Regions from separate parts of the Gossypium hirsutum genome. Here region 1 is linked to region 2. Evidence: chromatin contacts called from public Hi-C data. All regions are on one chromosome and are shown on one strand. Each heading gives the region's core, a stretch centred on a gene start, on an enhancer-like site or on the middle of the called end of the contact. The rest is flanking DNA. Distances are from core to core; before and after follow the strand shown. Region 1 holds the start of LOC107932387 (dihydrolipoyllysine-residue acetyltransferase component 4 of pyruvate dehydrogenase complex, chloroplastic). Region 2 holds the start of LOC107922424 (lysine histidine transporter-like 6).

The links. A called contact is a pair of places that touch in the nucleus more often than the background predicts.
Region 1: a contact with region 2 is called in a Hi-C map of leaf, with 2.3 times the contacts expected there. The contact joins the promoter of LOC107932387 here to the promoter of LOC107922424 in region 2. A contact is called at or near these places in 2 of 34 Hi-C or Micro-C datasets (both in leaf).

What each region holds. Positions count from the first base shown.
Region 1 is chrA13:10,830,490-10,835,910 of Gossypium_hirsutum_v2.1, forward strand. LOC107932387 (dihydrolipoyllysine-residue acetyltransferase component 4 of pyruvate dehydrogenase complex, chloroplastic) reads left to right here and starts at 3,008. Exons shown (of 6, transcript XM_016864359.2): 1 at 3,008-4,286; 2 at 4,385-4,576; 3 at 4,727-4,814; 4 at 4,919-4,989; 5 at 5,076-5,159. The coding sequence starts at 3,210.
Region 2 is chrA13:10,349,286-10,354,357 of Gossypium_hirsutum_v2.1, forward strand. LOC107922424 (lysine histidine transporter-like 6) reads left to right here and starts at 3,410. Exons shown (of 7, transcript XM_041084866.1): 1 at 3,410-3,641; 2 at 3,723-3,862; 3 at 3,959-4,260; 4 at 4,366-4,842; 5 at 4,954-5,045. The coding sequence starts at 3,546. It also overlaps the pseudogene LOC107932391.

The DNA of each region.
Region 1 (5,421 bases), core at 1,758-4,257, 480 kb after region 2:
GAAATTAAATGTTTAATTCTATTTAATTGAGGCTTAGTTGGTGTTAATAAATTTAATTGAAGGTGTATGAATATGTATGATTTTTAATTGTAACTAAATCAGGTTTAATTGGCCATTAAAATACTCAAAATCGGGTTTAAAATCAAATTTTTTGCACATAAAAACTGCAGTGGACTGTTGGGGGTTTGAATTCTGGTCTTTTTAAATTGGTTCTCTGGTCCGTTTAAATTAGAAATTAATCTTGTAACTTGATAAGTCCAATTAGAGCCTTAAATGAAAAGGAAACTTGATAAAATTTTAGGATTAGACTTGTAATTGATAAATTTTGTTAGAAACACACTCAATTTAATATTCAGCTATAGTACTAATAGTTTGAAATTGTTAATAGTTTGAAATTGTTACGATTTAGTCCTTAATGATAAAACTTAAATTAGACATAGAAAATAAACTCAGATTAAGCTAAAATTTCTAGGGCTTACATAAATTGACTAAAAGAGGGTTGGTAAATGTATAGATCTAAATTCGAGTTAGTTTAACTGTAGGTGGTAAAATGATTAAAATGCCTTTAAGTAAAATTACTTATAAAAAGTTTAAATTTAGTTCAAAAATTGCTTCCACATTAATAAATAACTAATAAACAGATAATATTGATGTATTATAAGGTTAGGGTGTGTCTTGGAAGGTCATTAGCCGGAGAGTCACTTAGGTGGCTAATGTAAAGCTCGAATTCAGACTGGTCCGTCTCGATTAGGGTTTGGGGTGTCATAATACCAATTGAAAAAATCCCTCGATTTGCACTTCTTTCCAACATTAATGTATGTACTATTAATGGAACAACAAAACTTGGTTTACAACTATTCAAAAAAACAATTCTATTCTAACTTTTGTTGGAATAGAATCTAGATAGAATTAAGAAAGTTTGCAAAATAAATCCAATGTGCAAGTGAGTCACAGATATAAGTAAAGAGAGAATCGGCATACAATATTTGTTAACTCAAATTGGATTCCCCAATCATACATATGCAGAGCCTTACTCAGAGAATGATTTTATTCACCAACTATTTTAATCACCTATTAACTTAAGTTCAATCTACCATTACAAAAAAAAAAGTAATTACAACCCGAATATTAACCCCAATTGTATGAATCACTCTTCCCCATATACCTAGTTTACATAATTTCTCTCCATAACAAGTTCTTACAATTATTGGACCATGTGAACCATCCAATGTCTATTTAATATCAAGTAATTCAGCTTTTCCTAATGTTTCTTTAATTGGTCTATTTATGCTATCGGTATTAAATGACCCCTTACTTTTCACAATTGTCAATTATCTTATCAATGTCTCCAAAACATTTACATTTGGATCTAGATTTCCAAAATAATAAATTAGGTGCAAAGACACATGCAAATATGATGTTTATGATTATTTCTTAGATTCATGTATTTGTTAATTTGGTTATTGAGTAATGAATTTGAAATTTCTAAAAAGTCTATGAATTTGATATTTTTTTTATATGTTTTTCAAATATATATTATATTAAACTCAAATTAATTTATTCATATAGGGATGGATCCACTTACACTAGTGTAAAATTAAAATCTTTTCGTATCTCTTTGTATGATTAATATTTTAACAATCTAACTGTTGGATTTATTGATATAATTTTTCATGTCATATATGTAAATTTTTGAACAGATTCGATGTCTCTATCACATTGACCTAAAACATTATATATATTAATATTTTTGAATTGTTGAAAGTTTTTTTATATATAAAATAAATAGTAAGAAAATTTTAATTTATATCAAATTTGACATACATGATCCATATGAATGAAATATAAAATGTGACGGTTGGATTGTTAAAATATTAATCGTACAAAGAGATGTGTAAATATGTAAAACTAATATAATTTTACACGGGTGTAAGTGAATCTCTCCCCTTATTCATAATATATACAATTTAGCTATCTATCAATGCTAGATAGTAAAGGGTTGCCAGAGGTGGTGTCACCTATCAACCGGATCCCAACTTAGTTAGGAAATTACCAAAAGTTTCGTTCCTTTACAAAGTAAGAAATATTATGTTGAGGGAATTAATATCTTTTTGTATGTTGATAAATCTTAATAAATAAACATACATAATAAGAATAATAGATTTTGAACTTAGGTCTTCGTGCTTTTCAGTAACTTAATTTTAACATTTCAACAAAAATTACAATTTTTAATGAATTTAGTATAAGAATGTTTTCACTTACATATTTAGTGTGACATAATTTAATATTGTGTACGACTTGGGTTAGTTTAGCAATGCTTTTAAAAAATACCGTGGAAAAGTGTTTTTGTGAAGTGCTTTTGAAAAGTTTAATTTAAAATTAGAGTGCTTTAACAAATAAAATATCCATTTTAGACATGTTATTATCAAGTAATAAATATGCATTTAAATAATATTTAAATTAGTTAATATTATTATATTTTAGTAAGAATATAAAAAATTATTATAACTTGTTGTTAGTATTTTAATATATGAAATATAAATTTTAAATATTTTTAAGCAATAAATATTAATTATTTATAAAATTTAATTAGAATATATAAACTATATTTTAAATATTTAAATATAACCATTAAATATTTGTAATTAGTATTTTAAAAAATATTTTTTATTTTTAATTAATGATTTTAATACATTTGTAATTAAGCATAAAAAAATAATCAAAAGTGCTTTTGGGAGAGGAAAAATTAAAAATTTTAGCTTCTTCTTATTATCAGAAGTAGTTTTGAAAAACTAAAAATTTCAGTAAAAAACAACTTATTTAGCGTAACTTTTTTTCTAAAAATACTTTTAGAGTCAGAATTATTTTTTTTAAGCACTGCTCAACCGCCTTGCCCTCTGAGGCAAGGAAAATTGGATTTAAAGCCACCAATGACATATGTTGTAAGCGCAAAGCCGGAATTTTCCCATTGTAGTTAAAGGTTTGGTAAGAAAAAGAAGTCGTTTCTTTTCCCTTTTGAGGCAGGAAAAGGTCGTTTAGTAGAATTTAGTTGGGAAATAGGAATGGATCAGTAAATTAGATTTGTAAAATAAGGATGGAATTGAAAAGAAGTAAAAGTTTATGTTCCAAAAAGAAAAGAAACGAAAAATTGACAGACGAAAGCGTGAAAACGAAAATCTAAAACATCCAATAGTAATTAGTAACCGGCGATGCAAACACAGTTGGGTAGTGCAGTATTTCCTCGTCTTCTCCGCCGCTCCCTCTCTTATATTCCCTCCATTCTCTACTCTCTCCATTCGCTCCTTAATTTATTTCATTTCTTTCGCTTTCTCTCCAATTCCTCTCCTCAAAGCCAAAAACACAAGGAAATGGCTTCTCCCTTTCTCTCCAACACTATCATCTCCTTCTCTTCTTCCCTTTCTTCTTCTTCTTCTCTTCCTCGTCTTGCCCCTTCAATTCCTTTCTCTGCAATTCGTTCCAAGTCAACCCCAAGACGAATCCTGACCGTCCGTTCCAAGATCAGGGAGATCTTCATGCCTGCCCTCAGTTCTACCATGACCGAGGGCAAGATCGTCTCTTGGGTTAAATCCGAAGGTGATGTACTCTCCAAAGGTGAAAGCGTCGTCGTTGTCGAATCCGACAAGGCTGACATGGATGTCGAGACTTTCTATGACGGCATTCTCGCTGCTATAGTTGTTGGGGAAGGCGAAACTGCTCTTGTTGGTGCTGCCATTGGTGTTCTCGCTGAGACTGAAGATGAAATTGCTGAGGCTAAAGCCAAAGCTGCCTCAAAATCAGGTGCTTCAACCCCATCTGCTCCACCTCCTGCTCCAACTCCAGCTGCTGCCTCAACTCCAGCTCCTCCCAAATCGACGCCTGCTCCCGCGGCTCCAACAGTTGCGGAGGGGCCGACGAAGACTGTTGCCACACCATATGCAAAGAAGTTAGCGAAGCAGCACAAGGTGGACATTGAGTCTGTGGTTGGAACAGGTCCGTATGGGAGGATTACGCCAGAGGACATTGAGGCCGCCGCCGGTCTTTCACCTTCGAAGAAAAATGTGGGGCTTGCAGTGGTTGTGGAAACGAAGCATGCAGCACCAGCGAAAGCTCCAGCTGCTTCTGCCGCCCCTTCTAGCCTTCCTCCTCCAGTTCCAGGATCTACAGTAGTGCCGTTTACGACAATGCAGTCCGCCGTTTCGAAAAATATGGTGGAGAGCCTTTCAGTGCCCACATTTCGAGTGGGGTATCCTGTGACTACGGACGCGCTTGATGCCTTGTATGAGAAGGTAAGTTGAGTTGGATTTTTTGATTTCATAAGTTGGATTATTTTTGTTTTGGATTCGCAAATTGGTTTTAATTCATCACTTGGTATTTTGATTTATAGGTGAAACCAAAGGGTGTGACAATGACTGCTTTGTTAGCCAAAGCTGCCGCAATGGCACTTGCGCAGCACCCTGTTGTGAATTCAAGCTGTAAAGATGGCAAGAGTTTTACTTACAATAGTAACATCAACATTGCAGTAGCTGTTGCTATCAATGGTGGCTTGATTACCCCTGTTCTTCAAGATGCAGATAAGGTTAGTGATCCTATACTATATTGATTTTTGATAATTGGAATAAAATATAAGAGTTGTTTGTTATTAATAATATGCTGTAGTTGTATATAGTTTTTCTATAGTTTCTTATAGCTTCTAAGAGCTTGAATTAAAGGAATTGTTTCGATATAGTTGGATTTGTATCTACTGTCTCAAAAATGGAAAGAATTGGTGGAGAAAGCCCGGGCAAAGCAGCTTCAGCCTCAAGAGTATAATTCGGGTTTGTACTGCTTAGCGATTTTACTTCTGGTTCCACTTTGAGTAGTTGGTTGATATTTTTGTGTCTAGAATTTAGAGAGTAAATAATGATTAAATTGCTTGCAGGGACATTCACTCTGTCCAATCTGGGCATGTTTGGAGTGGACAGGTTTGATGCCATTCTTCCCCCAGGCCAGGTGAGTGGTTATGGATGGACCTTCTATTTCCTCTGTTTGATTACATCTCTCTATGTTTTTTAGTTATTTTTTGGAATGATGACCAGGGAGCTATCATGGCTGTTGGAGCATCAAAGCCAACTGTTGTAGCTGATGCTGAGGGATTCTTCAGCGTGAAAAACAAAATGCTGGTGAGTCCCGTTTCAATTATGGAGCCAATTACAATCCCTTGTAGATAAAGCTTTCGTTCGAACTTTATAGAAAATTTATGAGATAGGATAAATTATTACAAATCTATCATGAACCAATATACTCATTTATTGTTAATGCTTTAAGGTATCATGTAGTGACTGAAAGCAGACTACATTTATGATTTTTACTAATATAACAGTAAAAAGATGCCGGGATCTGAGGCTATCTAAAAAAAGTACAATTTAGGTACAAGCTATGTTA
Region 2 (5,072 bases), core at 2,160-4,659:
TCTGTATCTCCTGGAGTGTTTCTAGGAGTCATGTCAAGCTTTGAATTTCTCTAAATTATCCTATCAATCATTTTTAATTTGAAATTGCGGATTATTCTGACCTAATTTCCCACTTCTCATTCCTGCAGTGTGCTGTAATTCAGTTGCCACAACAGACATTGCTGCTTTCAGTTTCTGACAAAGCCTGCCGCTTGATAGGAATGCTTTTCCCTGGGGTGAGAATGTTTTAACTTTGAGTCCAAGCTTTAGTTTGTCATGTGTGGATTATTATTGTTATATTCTGGTGCCTTTTCTAATCTGAATAACAATAACCTGTACTTATTCCCAGCTACACAGTTCCAACACGCCACCGGGCCTCCACCCCTCTCTAGACAAACCAAAAAAATTAAACGAAATGGTAAAAGCTGCAAACTAGATGAGTAGCCTGTAGCTTTATATGAATTTTCTGTAGCCTCCATTTACTTCTTGCTTTTGCTTACAATGCAAAATGAAATTTGATTAACATGTAATCACTGAAATGCTATACTGGTCGTAACATATCTATTTTATATGAAAGTAGTACTTTTTAGTTTTCCAAAAAAAAGGGAACAATTCCACTCATCCAAAAATATTTCTTGCTTTTTGCTCCAAAATTGAAAAGAAAATAGTGAAATCAGCAATGACATGGACTCTTAATTTTGTTCTTTCATTATCTTATTGCTTTAGATTTATTTGAACTAAGCCCTTTATGGAGTCAGGATATGGTTGTCTTTAAACCACAAATGTCCAGCCAACAACAGCTGCAATTGCAGCAGCAGCAGATGCAGCCCCAGTTACAGCAGCAGCAACAGCAGCAGAATCCACAGCTGCAACAACAGCAGCTTCCGCACTTGCAGCAGCAACAACTCCCTCAGCTACAACAACAACAACAGCAGCAGCAGCTACCACAGCTGCAACAGCAGCAGCTTTCCCAGCTGCAGCAGCAACAACAACAACAGAAGCAGCAGCAGCAGCAGCAGCAACAGTCGCAACACCCTCAGATGCAGCAACAGCAACTTTCTCAGCAACAACAAATGGTTGGTTCAGGAATGGGTCCTGCTTACGTTCAAGGTCCAGGATGATCACAATTAGTTTCTCAGGGGCAAGTTTCATCACAGGCCCCACCTAATATGCCAGGAGGGGGATTTATGAGTTAAATCAGCAAAACCTTGGAATCTACTGGCCTAATTAGAAATAACTAGTCTTTATCAGTGACTTTAGTGGCTAAGCATGAGGAGAAAGTCATGTAGTATCATCTGGGATGAAGTAATTTTTTTATGTACTGATGATAACGTCTAACATGGTACATTCATAATGTGCCATCATTCATGTGTCTAGAGTAACTAATGAGGTGGGAGGAAGCAAGGGTTTTGCTGATGAATTTCATTGCTTGTATTTCAAAGAGATTAGCTGGTACGGAATTTCGATATAAAAGTTAATTCCTCTTCATCTTATCATGCAAACCTGTGTGAACTAGTTAATAATATAAGGCTAGGCTACATTAATTCATTTTGTATAGGATCCGATTTCGAATGTCATGCAGTAACTAAGCCATAAGTTGTTTTGATTATGGATTTTGGAATACCAACTTTCATGGATTATAGTAGAAATGCTTAGCATCAATCCATGCTCAAGTCTCTAAGACTGATTGATGTTTACTCTTGGCACACCTTGAACATAAAAGTGGTAAAAAAACCATAGCATTCAAGAATTTTTAATCACTACAGCACATCACTGAAAGCTTTATCCCATCCTCTGAGAAGAGAACAGAATTGAAACAGCATACCTTTTGTCTCTCTATATTAATGTTTAAAGTTTAAAAGCCCCCTCCACACAAGGTGGGAAAAAACAAAAGGTCAATGTCCACTGAGGTAGACACTGAATAAGAAGCCAGAAAGCTTAAACTACACATACAATACAAAATTGTTGGAAAGTTACTGCAAGGGATCAGACCAGCCTATATGAAGAAAAAGCAACTTCCCTGTAGATTGAACCATTAGAAAAGATCTAGTCTAGATTCATTTGGATCACTATGATGTCAAAATGACGACAATGTTGAATGAAAGATTAGTGAAAATATTTATGTTATCATTGAAATTTTGTTTGCATTCAGCTTCCGGCCTCCAATGGCAGAGGGGGGGGGGGAGTGGGGACACCTCAAAATAAAGACAGTGACCCGTACCAAACTTTCCCATAAACAAGCAGCCTCCTTGCTTTAATCATTATTTCAGAACCTATGGCCTTAATTTCTACCATAAAGCTACATAGAAAGAAAGTATAATGATTTTGGGATTGATCCAAAGCACCAACCAATAAAACTTCCCGTCATTGGCTTAGGGTCCAAAAGCTCGTAAAAAATGCAGAAAAGCCAACGATGTCCTTTTGCTAAAGTATAGGAAGTTTCTAGTAGGGCTTCGTGTTGCTACTTGCCAGCCATTAAAAAGTCCTTTTATTCCTTAACTTGCATCATGGTGGAGTAGAATAATTCAGTCTCTGTCGCCATAAGTCCAAAGCTGTCACTTCTCATTCCACTTCTCATTCCTTGGGTCTCTAACTTTATTTGTTTTTGTTATGAGATACCTTGTTAAGTTAACCACTTTGATCGGATAAAAAAAACTCCCCATCTGATGTAATTTATTATATGCTTACTACGCAAACCAAACTTTTTATTACCTCCATCATAATTTTATTATCAACTCTCCACGATACGGTGAAATTACATTTTATCATATCTATGACACTATCACCAACCCCAAGTAGTTGGACATGTGTTCAAGGATCCACATCCTCATAAGTCTTTAATAATCTACTTTACATACTAATATTGTGTCAAAATCTTATCAGAACCTTCCATTTTCTTCCAAACTCTCCGGAACCATTGCTAGCAACTCTCTACACACTATATGAACCGCTTCCAACCTCCAACATCACATATTATATCAAAATATACATACTTTTGAGAACAAAAGAAATTAAGAATCAGAGTTTGAAAATTTCTTTCCAATAACAAAAATGCTAGAGCCACTTGCTTATTATCAAAATAGAATTTATTTGGTACTATATGACTGTGGAACTTGCAGATGAATCATATCATTCTATTGTAATCATTTGATAAATTGTGACTCCAGTAAAACCAAGGATCCTGTTAGTTTCCCATTCATATTTTCCCAACTAATTAATTATTTTTGGAGAGTGCTAAATACACATAAATTGTATGCATCGGTTTTTCCTTCAATTTTATTAGGGGCTTTTAAGGGCGTGTAGGAGAGGGTCTTGAGAGATGGAAAAAGATATTCGTTTCAGAAAAGGAAAAGGGTTAAATAAACAATTGCGTTACTTTGTTATAAGATTAAGATGCTGTTTTAACAAGTTGGGATAAAAGGTTTTGAGGGAAATGGCAGAAGAAATATCACAAAAAGAGAAAAAGAGCTAACCAAAGTAAATGGGATGTCATTTTCTTAACTTTATTCCATGAAGCAAAGTAAATCATGTACCACTAACAAGTCCCAAGTCCTCTACTTAAACACATGGTGACGATAACCCAACTCCTTACATTCAGGAGATATCTCAATCTTCCAATTCAATACTTTTTGCAAAGAATGGTTTCAACATCTCCTCCAAAGGTGAGAACATGATGAGTTAGCTTGTATTACCTGGCCAATGGCCAACACTAATTGACTACTTTTCCATTTTGATTCTAACAGGAAGTTCAATCCATCAGGAAATGGGCAGAAGGTGATCCTACTCGCAGAGCCAAATGGTGGTACTCCACTTTTCACACTGTCACGGCCATGATAGGTGCAGGTGTCCTCAGCTTGCCCTATGCCATGGCCTATCTAGGATGGTATGCAATGCTGGAACTTAAAACTCAATTCAACAAAAAGGCTTAGTTGAGACAAGTTGGGAAATTTTTTACTAACCTTCTGTTTTCTGATCTTAGGGGTCCAGGAACAATGGTTCTGGTATTATCATGGTGCATGACCTTGAATACAATGTGGCAGATGATACAACTGCATGAGTGTGTCCCTGGAACTCGATTCGATCGATACATTGACCTCGGGCGATATGCTTTTGGACCGAAACTCGGAGGATGGGTAGTGTTGCCTCAGCAGCTGATTGTTCAAGTTGGATGTGACATTGTGTACATGGTTACAGGAGGGAAATGCCTCAAAAAGTTCATGGAGATTGCCTGCACCAGCTGCACACAGCTCAGGCAGTCCTACTGGATCTTGATTTTTGGTGGTACCCATTTCTTCCTGTCTCAGCTTCCCAATTTCAATTCAGTTGCTGCTGTTTCATTAGCTGCAGCAGTTATGTCTCTGAGTTATTCAACCATAGCCTGGGCAGGTTCCTTGAGTCACGGTCAGATCGATGGTGTGAGCTATGATTATAAGAGCACAAGTCCGACTGACTTCATGTTTCGAGTGTTCAATGCACTAGGCCAAATTTCATTTGCATTTGCTGGTCATGCAGTTGCCCTTGAAATTCAGGCCACAATTCCATCAACCCCAGAAAGGCCTTCGAAAATACCGATGTGGAAAGGTGCACTCGGAGCCTATTTCATAAATGCCATATGCTACTTTCCAGTAGCCATGATAGGATACTGGGCATTCGGTCAAGATGTCGATGATAATGTACTTATGGCACTCAAGAAACCTGCATGGCTCATAGCCTGTGCTAACTTGATGGTGGTTGTTCATGTCATTGGAAGCTACCAGGTTTATGCTATGCCTGTGTTTGACCTGCTGGAGAACATGATGATCAAAAGGCTCAACTTCCCACCAGGGATTGCTCTCAGGCTCATAACTCGATCTACTTATGTAGGTGAGGTTTCCTCTATTTGAACCAACTTTACTTACACGACCGTCCGTAAGTTATAAAATGAGTTAGATATTTTAGTTAATTATAAGAACAATGGATATTGGATGTTTGCAGCATTTACCCTGTTCATAGGAGTCACTTTCCCTTTCTTTGGAGATCTTCTGGGTTTCTTTGGTGGATTTGGCTTTGCTCCCACTTCATATTTTGTAAGCAACACACACACACACACATAT